Regions from separate parts of the Hordeum vulgare genome. Here region 2 is linked to region 1. A link is a contact called in public Hi-C data. All regions are on one chromosome and are shown on one strand. The core of a region is the stretch at or near the end of the contact, and the rest is flanking DNA. Distances in the headings are between cores, read along the strand shown. Region 1 holds the start of LOC123449265 (heat stress transcription factor A-9-like). Region 2 holds the start of LOC123449268.

Region 1 (5,219 bases), core at 1,508-4,007:
AAGCGGCTTGTCCACGATAGGTGGGATGCAACATAAAAACTTGTCCACAGCCGTTGCGCTGCATTACAACCTCGACTGCGTTGCAATGCAGCCTCGTGCTCTCACGAGGAGCGCTCGTCGACGGCGGGGAAGCTGTAACAGAGCGTTTGTCGCCTACGGAGGAGCAGCAGTGGAGCACTCGTCGCTGGCAGTGGAGCTGCAATGGAGCGTTCATCGCCCGCGGCGGAGCATCAATGGAGCGCTCGTCGTCGGCAGCGCAACTGAAATGGGGTGCTCGACGTCCACGAAGGAGCTGTAACGGAGCGCTCGTTGCCAACGGAGGAGCAACAATGGAGCACTCATCGCTGGCAATGGAGCTGCAATGGAGCGTTCGTCGTCCACGGAGAAGCAACAATGGAGCGCTTGTCGCCCATGGAGGAGCTACAATGGAGCGCTCGTCGTCCGCGAAGGAGCAGCAATGGAGCGCTCGTCGCCCATAGAGGAGCTGCAATGGAGCGCTCGTTGCCGGCGGCAGAGCTGCAATGGGGCTCTCTGATGCAGCACTCATATGAGGCGTCCCGGTGCTGCATCGACGACGTCGTTACCACGACCGGCGGCGATGGTGCAGAAGCGAGCTCCCATGCCCGGTGGCGGTGTACTGCAGGGGTGGTGCTGCCGCGAGCGCGATGCAAGGTGAGGAACAACAATGGGCTGAGCCTGGTGCTGCCAGCGAGCGCGACAAGGTGGCTGTGAACGAATTGTTGTGTTGGCTGCAAGGCAAGGAAGACGAGGCCACATCGACGTTGTATTGCGTGAGAACGATGTGTCTAACTTAACTTAATCCAACGTTTGTGGGGCATTCGATCGGATGATTGGGGACCCGACTGATTTCCCTACGTCGGATGATTGGTAGCAGACCCCTAAAAAAACCCTCCTCCCATTCAAAGTCGTCTTCAAGTACCTTTTGATTCTTTATCGAGGGTTCTATGATAGAGGGGGGGGGGGGGGGGGGGGGGCGATGAAGGGGGGGGGGGGGATGAGTATTAGACGCTCGGTGAGCCGATTGATTTTTCTGCGAGAATCAGTCTTTCTCTTTTTTGAGTTGAGGAGGTGTTTGTTTACAGTGACTTTGGTGTAGGGACTAAAAGTAGTCTCATCTAAACCAAACATGAAGGATTTTTAGGGACTAAAAGTGGACATTTGGGACTAAATAAAGAAGTCCCAAAGGAAGAGTCTTTTTAAGACTCTTTTCAACAGTGTCCCTCCTTTTAGAATGTCATTTAATAACCTCTAGCATACCTGGCCAAACGGGCCGGGCTAAACAGGCCAGCCCGCGAGCCCGCCGACATGGCCCGCCATGGGCCACGCACAACACGATTTGAACGGGTCATGCCTGGGCCTGGAGGCTGGGCACGACACGATCCTTTTTTATACATATTTTTAGATATTTTTAATATATATATATATACATATATATACATAATATATGTTCCAATAAGCCTAACAATAAGCCCATGAGGCTAAAATTATGCAGCCCAGCGTGCTAATCGGACCAACAAGCCGGCTCGTTTAGTAACGGGGCCGTGCCTGGGTTTGGAGGCACAACCCACTGGCTGGCACGTCACGACCCGATTAATAAACGTGCATCGGCGGGCCTTGTCGGACCAGACACGTTTAGCACGGGGCGTGCCGTGCCGGGCCAGCGTTTGGCCAGGTATGACCTCTAGTCCATTTATAGGGGGAACATGGTCTTTTAATATATTATTTAATAACCTGAAGTTTATATTTAATCCCTGGAACCAAACAGATAGTGACTAGAATTTATTTAGTTATGATTAAAAAAACCTATGACTTTTTAAAACAAACATGACCTGAATCTGTCGTAATCATTCGGTTGACGCCTAGTTTCCTGCAAATGTTATTCGGCCGGTCCAAGCCTCTATGTCGAACAGGCCCATCTAACGTTGGACTAGACTGGACTGAACGAGCTCCTGGTCCTTGCGTGTGGAAACGAGTTTGACAGTGTAATTCCAGTCCAGTCTAACTCCAAGCCCAAGGACAGCAATGACGTCGGCGACTTGCCCCTGCATGACCGCGACACCCGTACTTGCCATCTGGCCCGTCGTTCCAGGGCCACATATCAGTCTCTCCGTGTGAATTCCTCCTTCGTCCTTTTCTTTAAGAGTTGTTCGAACGGAGCGCTGCTTCCCAGCTCCCACCGGCCCCGCCCATGCCATCGAGCGGGACGCGACGCAACCAAACTGGCTCCTCCGCCCCACAGCAAAAAAGAAGAAGCGCAAAATGCGGAAAACTCTCGCCGCACATGAAATCGTCACGCCTTACGCGTAACTCTCGCACGCCGACACGTGGGTCCCGACGCACTCAGGCCCACAAGTCATCGTCGAATAAAAACACGAGGGCGCAGCTGTAAGTCGAAAACACGTACGTGCTTTTCTTTTCTGCGTTATTTTTTTATTCTAAAGCAATTTCCGGGCACGCGCCTTGCGTGGTCTGACGCACGCACAAATATCACCTACCCTACCACACATTTTTTTTTTCCTCTCGTTTTGAACTCCATAGATTTCTTCCTTTCTTTCTTAATCCTGAAGGAAGGCAGCCCAAGCACAGGCAGGAACAAGTCGCAGCCCCCCAAATCCGACCCAACGCGCACAAAAATTCAACCAAAATCATCCGAAATCCCCACTCCGATAGGCCTCCCTCCTCCCGTCTCGCCTCACGTCGCCGCCTCAATCTCCAAGGAAGCTAGGGTTTCCGCCATGGGCTCAAGCAAAGGCTCGCCCCCGCCCTCCGCCGCGGGCCCCTCTTCGGCCGGGGCCGCGCCGGCGCCGGTGGGGGCGGTGCCGAAGCCGCCGGAGGTGGCGCCGTTCCTCACCAAGGTCTACGACATGGTCTCGGACGCGGCCACCGACAGGGTCATGTCGTGGTCCGACGCCGGCAACAGCTTCGTGATCTGGGACGCGCACGCCTTCGAGCGCGACCTGCTCCGCCACCACTTCAAGCACAACAACTTCAGCAGCTTCATACGCCAGCTCAACACCTATGTGAGATCCCCTCGCTCGCCCTCCTCGCCCCTTTCCGATGATTTTGAGTTGAATTGGGTGCTATTGCTATCGCGGAGCATGTTTCCTTTATTGTAAATATATACTCCCTCCGTTCCTAAATATAAGTCTTTTTAGACATTTCAATAGAAAACTACATACGGATGTATATAGACATATTTTAATGTGTAGGTTCACTCATTTTATTACGTATGTAGTCCCCTGTTGAAATGTCTAAAAAGACTTATATTTAGGAACGGAGGGAGTATATTCGTAATGTGCTGTTGCGGCTAGCTGAGGATTTTGTCAGCAGTTGACTCTCTGGGGTAGCTTCCGATGTAAATTGGACAAACCTGTTTGAACGCGTCATCATTTTCTCTCGATGCCTGTTTGTTACAGGCTGTTCCTATGTTCAATTTCGTGCTTGTTGTGACAATACATTTTGAATTGGAGTAATATGGGGACTTAACGATCCGGGCTAAAACAGCTGTGCCAAATCTGTCCATGCTTTGGTATTCACTAGTCAAAATGCTTTTAGCAGCCTTCTTTATATATATGAAATACAGTTGTGCTTGTGACCAATGGAATTTTGTGGATCTGATCAAAATAACTATCTGCTGAACCTGCCTCTAGTGCTATTGGTATGGAATGCATGCTGTCGAAACTCCTTTCTGTATTTTGGATTCTATATATTTGGCATCTACGGAACTTTATTTATATAGTATTATAAGAGAAAGAAGCTACTTCATGTAGTGTCTTCGCTTCATGCTTAACGTAAATAGTATCCTGACTGTGGTGTTTCTGAATGAAATCAAATAAATGTTTGGTTTGCATTGACATAATATCATTGGCTGACAGCTAATCTTCTGTGTGAGCATTTCTTTTATGCTGATTGGAACTTTGTTTTACATACCCAAAGGTATTTGATGAATGATGTTGTGCTTTTGAGGAGTGCCTATCAGTATCCAGTGGCTGGAGCCAGATTCTTGCAGCCAGGGATTCAATACTTACCAGCTTTTCCTTCCAATTTTTATACCGATTCTTTCATGTCCATTTGCTGAGTACAAGAGCAGACTGATTTTTTGTCACTGGATTGTATACCTGCTCTTAAAGATTTTGTATGGACCACATGAATTGCTGCTCTTGGCTCCATATATACTTTTGGTAAAACTTCCTCATGAAGCATGTACTCCCTCTGTACCTAAACAATTGTAGTTGGGGAAAACTAGTCTAGTTCTGCCCAACTACAATTATTTAGGTACAGAGGGAGTAACTTTCAACACTGCAATGAAATCAGTGGAAGCATCACATGATCTGCTATCTTCAGAAAACCTTGCATAAATAGCGCTGTTGTATGTTTTGGATGCACTCTATCTTCTCTATCTTCGGTTTTATGCATTTATTTGGTCAACTTATCCATGCTTCTTCTTGCTATCTAGGGATTTCGTAAAGTTGACCCTGATAGATGGGAGTGGGCCAATGAGGGGTTTCTTAGGGGCCAAAAGCATCTTCTGAAAATCATTAAGAGAAAGAAGAGACCTCAGGAAGCAAGTCGTGAGTTGGAGAAGGCACCTGTCAAAGCTTCACCTGGTACTGAAAATATTGAAATAGGAAGATATGGCGGGCTTGTAAAGGAGGTGGAAACCCTTAAGAGGGATAAAGCTCTTCTAATGCAGCAGCTTGTGGATCTCAGGCACTACCAGCAAAGCTCTAACCTTGAAGTCCAGAGTTTGATTCAACGCCTTCAACTAATGGAACAGAACCAGAAGCAGATGATGGCACTTCTAGCAATCGTTGTCCAGAACCCTAGTCTTCTCAACCAGCTTGTGCAGCAGCAGCAGCAGCAGCGCAGGAACAGCTGGCGTTATGAGGATGGAAACAAGAAAAGGAGGTTCCCTGCTCTAGAGCAGGGTCCTGTAACTGATCAGGAGACTTCTGGCGCAGGGGCCGAAATTATTCAGTATCGCCCCCCTGTCCCTGAAACCTCTAGCCAAGTAATAGCAGATGAAGCATATTTGTCGGCCACCGCAGAACCAATCTCAAGTCCTCCACTTAACATGCCCATGGACATCGACACTGAAACGACCTCAGACAACCTCAACACACAAGGTTCATCCGGGGACATTTTTGCTGACATGCCTGCTCTACCAGACTTTGATGACATGCAACTGTGGTTTGGCG
Region 2 (5,219 bases), core at 1,437-3,936, 280 kb before region 1:
TATTTGTATTGATCCTATTTATTTCACTTGGTAGCTCTTGCGGCAACCTTTACTTCACATACTGTTCAAGCTAATCTAGCCGTATCCTATTGGAGATCCTCGTGAATTATGCTCATTAAATTTTATTGATTATCTTTTCTTGCCTGCTGCAAGAGCAACATGTGTTCACTTTAGATTAAAATGAATAATTGAAAGACCTGTTTTCTTACACAATTGTTTACTTTGTGCAGGGTAATCACTGGAAACAATTTAGTGGTTTGATGAATGGTTGCTCTTATTTTTCATTTCATCTTCTTTTTTTCTCTGTAATTGGTTTATAAAGGGAATAATTTATGTGACAGCATGTCGAATCTTGGTTTATAGAAAGTTGTTGGTTTTAAATAACTTTGAATTATTTGGTCCCATCTGACGCAGCTCCTTGGCCTAGTTAACTTTGCGTGTTCCTTTAGTCGCAGCTAGCATTTTTTTTTGTGTAATATATTTTCTGCTCATCTAACTCGTAAGCCGCTTTTGATACTGGAGATCAGGGAGGCTATATATTATTTGGTACATATTTAGTTTTTAGTTTAGAGGATTTATTAAGAATTGCATCTGAGATCTTGTCTTGAATATAAATGGCTGTAAAGCCTGTAAATTGCCTTCCTGAGCGAACCTAAAAAATATACTCCCTTCGTCCGGAATTATTTGTCGTAAAAAATGAAAAAAATGGATGTCAACTAATATATACGTCATTTCTCCTACAAGTATTTCTGGACAGAAGCGTATACATTTTTGTCCATGTAGCCAAACCTGTCTTAGATATGTTGCTAGTCACTTCTGACAAGCAATGCCTGGTTTAAGCTATCAACTCCAGTAGCAGTAGTACTACAAGTAGCATTTTCACAGTCCTCTTCTCCTCGCGCAACCAGAGCTGCCTTCTGCGCGCGCTGTCTGTCTGCTGGATACGTGCAGTAGAGCAAGGAGTAGATGCTGCAGCAGACGGCCATCGGCACGGCCATCTCCGCGAAGACTGCCTTCGCCAGCGCGGCGGCGTTCTCCCGTTCGGTCTTCCCGGTGGCGCCGGACGCCGGCTTGTATCCGAAAACCCGCTCCGCCAGGATGCCCACCACGGCTGGCGCAAACGACGCGAAGATCGTCTCGAAGAACCTGTCCAGCGCGTACACCGTCGTCCTCGCCTTCTCCGGCACGATCTCTGCCAATATAGGGCTGCAAAGGGACGTCAGTCGGTAAGCAGCAGTGCATGCAAGCACAGAAATTATGAACGGTCGTGCACCACCATCATCACTCACTTGTTGGTGGCCGGTGGGCACCAGGGCATGACGAAGCCCAGGACGGCGAAGGCGGTGGCGTACGCGGCCCCGGCCGAGGGGTCGATGGGCAGCGCGAGCAGCAGGACGGCGGCGACCGGGACGGTCGACGCCGTGCTCACCTGCGCCAGCGCGACCCTGCCGGCGTTCGGGAACCGCCGCGCCATGGGGTCGCCGACGAACCCGGCGAACAGCGAGCCGAGCGCCCCGGCCAGCTGGTTGAGGTTGATGATGGCGCTGGTCTCCCAGTGCGTGAACCCCACGAGCTCCAGCCACATGGCGGCGAAGGTGAGCGCCGTCCACGGCACCGACCCGGCCACCCCCTGCGCCACCAGGATCTGGAACGTCGGCACCCGCACCACGTCCTTGGCCTCCATGATGAGTTCCCTAGCCACAGAGACCGTGCTCTTCTCGGACGTGCTGGGCGGACGCGGGTCCGAGGCGAGGAACCACGTCGAGACGGCGAGCGCGACACTGAGGAGCGCGAGTATGTGGAATGCCAGGCGCCAGCCGGGGACGCCGAGGAAGGTGGTGGGCGCGAGCAGCACGCCGAGCGTGCCCCCCGCCATGGCGCCCAGCCGGCTCGCCATCCCTAACCACCCAAACACCGAGCCGCGCGTCGTGTCGTCGCTGTAGTCGGCCGCCAGGGAGGACAACGCCGGCAACACCAGCGCCAGGCCAACGCCGTTAAACCCTCTCGCGATCCCCATCTGTCAAAAGCAAGGAGCAGTGCGTCCCAATTTTTAGCTCTAGTTGGCACCGTCACAAGTATGGATTCAAGTAGTAGCAAGCATGCTGACGGCTGACCTGGAGAAAAGTGCCCGAGGCGCCGACGAGCATGGTGGCGACGGCCCAGAGGAAGGCCCCCGCGGCCACGACGCGCGCGCGGTCGTGGCGCGCCGCGGCGCACGCCGCCAGCGGGTAGCACACGGCCTGGACGAGCGCGCGGCACAGCGCGAGGGAGCCCAGCGCGGCCGGGGACGCGCCCAGCTCGGCGCCCACCTCCCTGTACACGGCCGGCAGCAGCGCCTCGTCCGCGCGCTCCAGCAGCGACGCCGCCGTCACCAGCGCCAGCGTCCATTGCCTCCGCCGCCGCTGCACCGACGTGTCGGTGCTCGTGCTCACCACCATTCCTCACTTGGATCCTCTTCGCCTTGGCCGCTCCGGGAGTTCACAAGGAAAAGCCCCATAAATAAGGATCGCCCTCCAGTGAGTCTCGACGGAGATCAACAGAAAGTCGCCGATAATTTGATTTCGTTGATCGGTGGCGCCGCATGTTCCATTGGTTCGGTGCACTGCATCCGCACTCTTCTTGCATGGCATTGTACTAAATGTACATAACCGCACGTTTCTCTTCTTCTTCTGCTGCTAGTAGATGATTATTAAAGCATCTTCAACAGAAACCCACTTATACGCCTTAAAAAAATATACAACATTAAAATGATGTTTTTAACGCGTTGGACGACGTTTGCTCAAACAGACGCGTGATATCACAACGCTCAATCCAACGTCTCATTTGCAGCAGTTCAGAGTTTACAACACGCGTTAACGGGCGCATCAAATAAACAACACGCGATACCATTTTGCTCCACGCGTTGGATTGAGTATACCGCGCGTGTGATTTTTACGTGGCTGCTGGAGCGTCTAAATCGAGTCCGCACACGTTAAAACCAGCTCCTTTACAGCGCGCTGCTTGTATAGAGCGTCTGCTAAAGATGTTCTTACATGCTTCCTCCATAAAAAATTATAAAAATATTTAAATCAATATTATAATGATCTAAATACTTTATATTTCTTATATAAAAATGTTTAAATCAATATGTTAATGACCTAAAAGTTTTTATATTTCATTACAGAGGGAGCAGCTACGAACGCGCGAGGTGTGTTCAACGTTAGTTTGACAAGCCAGGCATGTCCGACAGCGACGGATCACCGACCCTCACTCGACACCGAGCGGCGGCCCAAAACAGATTGCACAGCATCCCTCACGTTGACGTACGCAAGCATATACGTATTTGGTAGGATAAATTAGATCGAGAATCATCTGCAAGTGGCCTCGTTTAAAAGGGAATGCGCTGGAGTATACGTATATATTGTTTAAACGGCAATTCGTGATGCGTTGAACTACTCTCGTCTCGTGTTCCACGCGATGAAATCTTCACTACTGTAGCAGCGTCACTTCTTTGATTGCCAGGGCTAGTGGAATCGTATAGAATTTTTCTGAGCTAATTCTTCAGATTCAGAATACCTGCTTGTGAGGTGGTGATAACTTGGACGGCATTTTTGAACTAGAGGCTTGCGGATGGGCTCTCGCGATACGCGCGGCGACTCGTGGGTCTCTCGCCCCCTCCCTGCTGTCGACCTCCGCTACCGTTCGTTTGAGTCGATGCGGACACAAAAGGTAGTCTAACACGTCGACCCAAACGGACGCGCGTTCGGTTTTTGTCCGTGGATGATTCATTTCCGGTTCATTTTTGAGTCGGATTTGTGTTGACGCGGACACGCGATGGACACGCGCACGCTCGCCTTCTCCTTCCCCGGGTCCGTTGGTCGGTGGCACATTGGCATTCCCCCATCCAACCCTCGCCTGCCTCCTTCGTTGCCGCCGCCACCCATTTTTGCCGGCGATTCTGCCAGCTGCCGACGCCTCCACATCCGCCCAGCAACACCGCCCGCTCCCACGTCGCCCGCCGCCGCCGTCTTGCCGTCGGGGAGCCGACTGCTTCCCACCCCCGCGCCCCCACCACACAGCCCGCCCCGACCAAAGAAGCCGCCTTGCTGCCCGGCGAGATCCTCACCGGCACGCTTGTCGGACGCCGACCCACTCGTCGAACGCCAGCAGGGCAGCTAGCTGGTTCGTGCGCGCCGCGACTCCCTTTGCCGGCCGTCTCCTTCGTCGACGCCCACAAGTTGTTCGATAGTTTGCCAAGGTACAAAATGGATTCCGTCGACGAGTTCTTTTTTCACAATTTCCTTTGCGACTCCGACGATTCGTCGTTCGATGACGAGGAGGAGATATTGGCTGCCGTGTTGGTTCATCACCACCTCAATAGCCAACGGCCGTTGTTCGGTGGCTCCATTCCAGGCCACCTTCCGGCATTGAATCGCAACCGAGAGAGCGGGCATTTCCTTCTTTGGAAGGACTACTTTGATACAACAAACCCGTTGTTCAAACATAAAAAATTCCGTCGCCGTTTCCGTACGAGTAGGCATCTTTTCAACCGTATTAGTGAGGGGGTGGTCGACTATGATGATTATTTCGAGTGCAAAGAGGATGCCGTTGGCAAGATAGGTTTTTCCTCTTATCAAAAATGCACTGCCGCCATCTCAATGCTTATATACGGAGTGCCCGGTGATCTCATTGACGAGTACGTCCGTATGAGCGAGTCTACTTGCCTAGAGTTTTAGTTTCAGGGTGAGAATGTTGTGCCTCACCATGGAGGAGCGACAACATTTGAACAATTCATCCAATTTCATCGATGGAAGACCGTAGATTTTTCACTTTCGCTGAAGAGTTGAACTCTGACTGGAAGGACTTGACACATTGCCAAGGCGATTTTATTAGCCAGCTGTGGGATAGAGATCTGCGGTAAACGAGCGATAGCCTCTAAAGGGTGCCGAAATAGGATTGGTTCCTTTTTTAGCTGCGCTTGGGATGATTTTAGGCGCGGCGTATTCCCTTTGGCTATATAATCGTGTGGTTTCTGGAAATTTAAAACCCGATTTCCTCTATAAATTCTCCGATCTAAATGGCAGAGAAGTTTAAGAATGTAGTGGCTGGTGAATCACTGATCAAAAAGGGGATTTTTGAGAGATTCTTCATCGATCTAGTGGCCGGTGAATCACTAATCAAAGATCGAGCAGCCGCCAGGTTTAATGATTTTGTGGGAAAGACATGAGTGATTGGGAAAC

The links. Hi-C and Micro-C count contacts between places; a contact is called where the count stands out from the background.
Region 2: a Hi-C map of leaf shows a contact between it and region 1, with 3 times the contacts expected there. The contact joins the promoter of LOC123449268 here to the promoter of LOC123449265 in region 1. A contact is called at or near these places in 2 of 6 Hi-C or Micro-C datasets (leaf and seedling).

What each region holds. Positions count from the first base shown.
Region 1 is chr4H:525,147,150-525,152,368 of MorexV3_pseudomolecules_assembly, reverse strand. LOC123449265 (heat stress transcription factor A-9-like) reads left to right here and starts at 2,757. Exons shown (of 2, transcript XM_045126412.1): 1 at 2,757-3,041; 2 at 4,478-5,219. The coding sequence starts at 2,757. It also overlaps the pseudogene LOC123450689.
Region 2 is chr4H:525,424,385-525,429,603 of MorexV3_pseudomolecules_assembly, reverse strand. It overlaps LOC123449268, which reads right to left and starts at 2,686. Exons shown (of 3, transcript XM_045126415.1): 1 at 2,115-2,686; 2 at 1,290-2,017; 3 at 278-1,206. The coding sequence starts at 2,438. The coding sequence ends at 807. It overlaps LOC123449267 (two-component response regulator ORR21-like), which reads left to right. Exons shown (of 6, transcript XM_045126414.1): 6 at 231-381.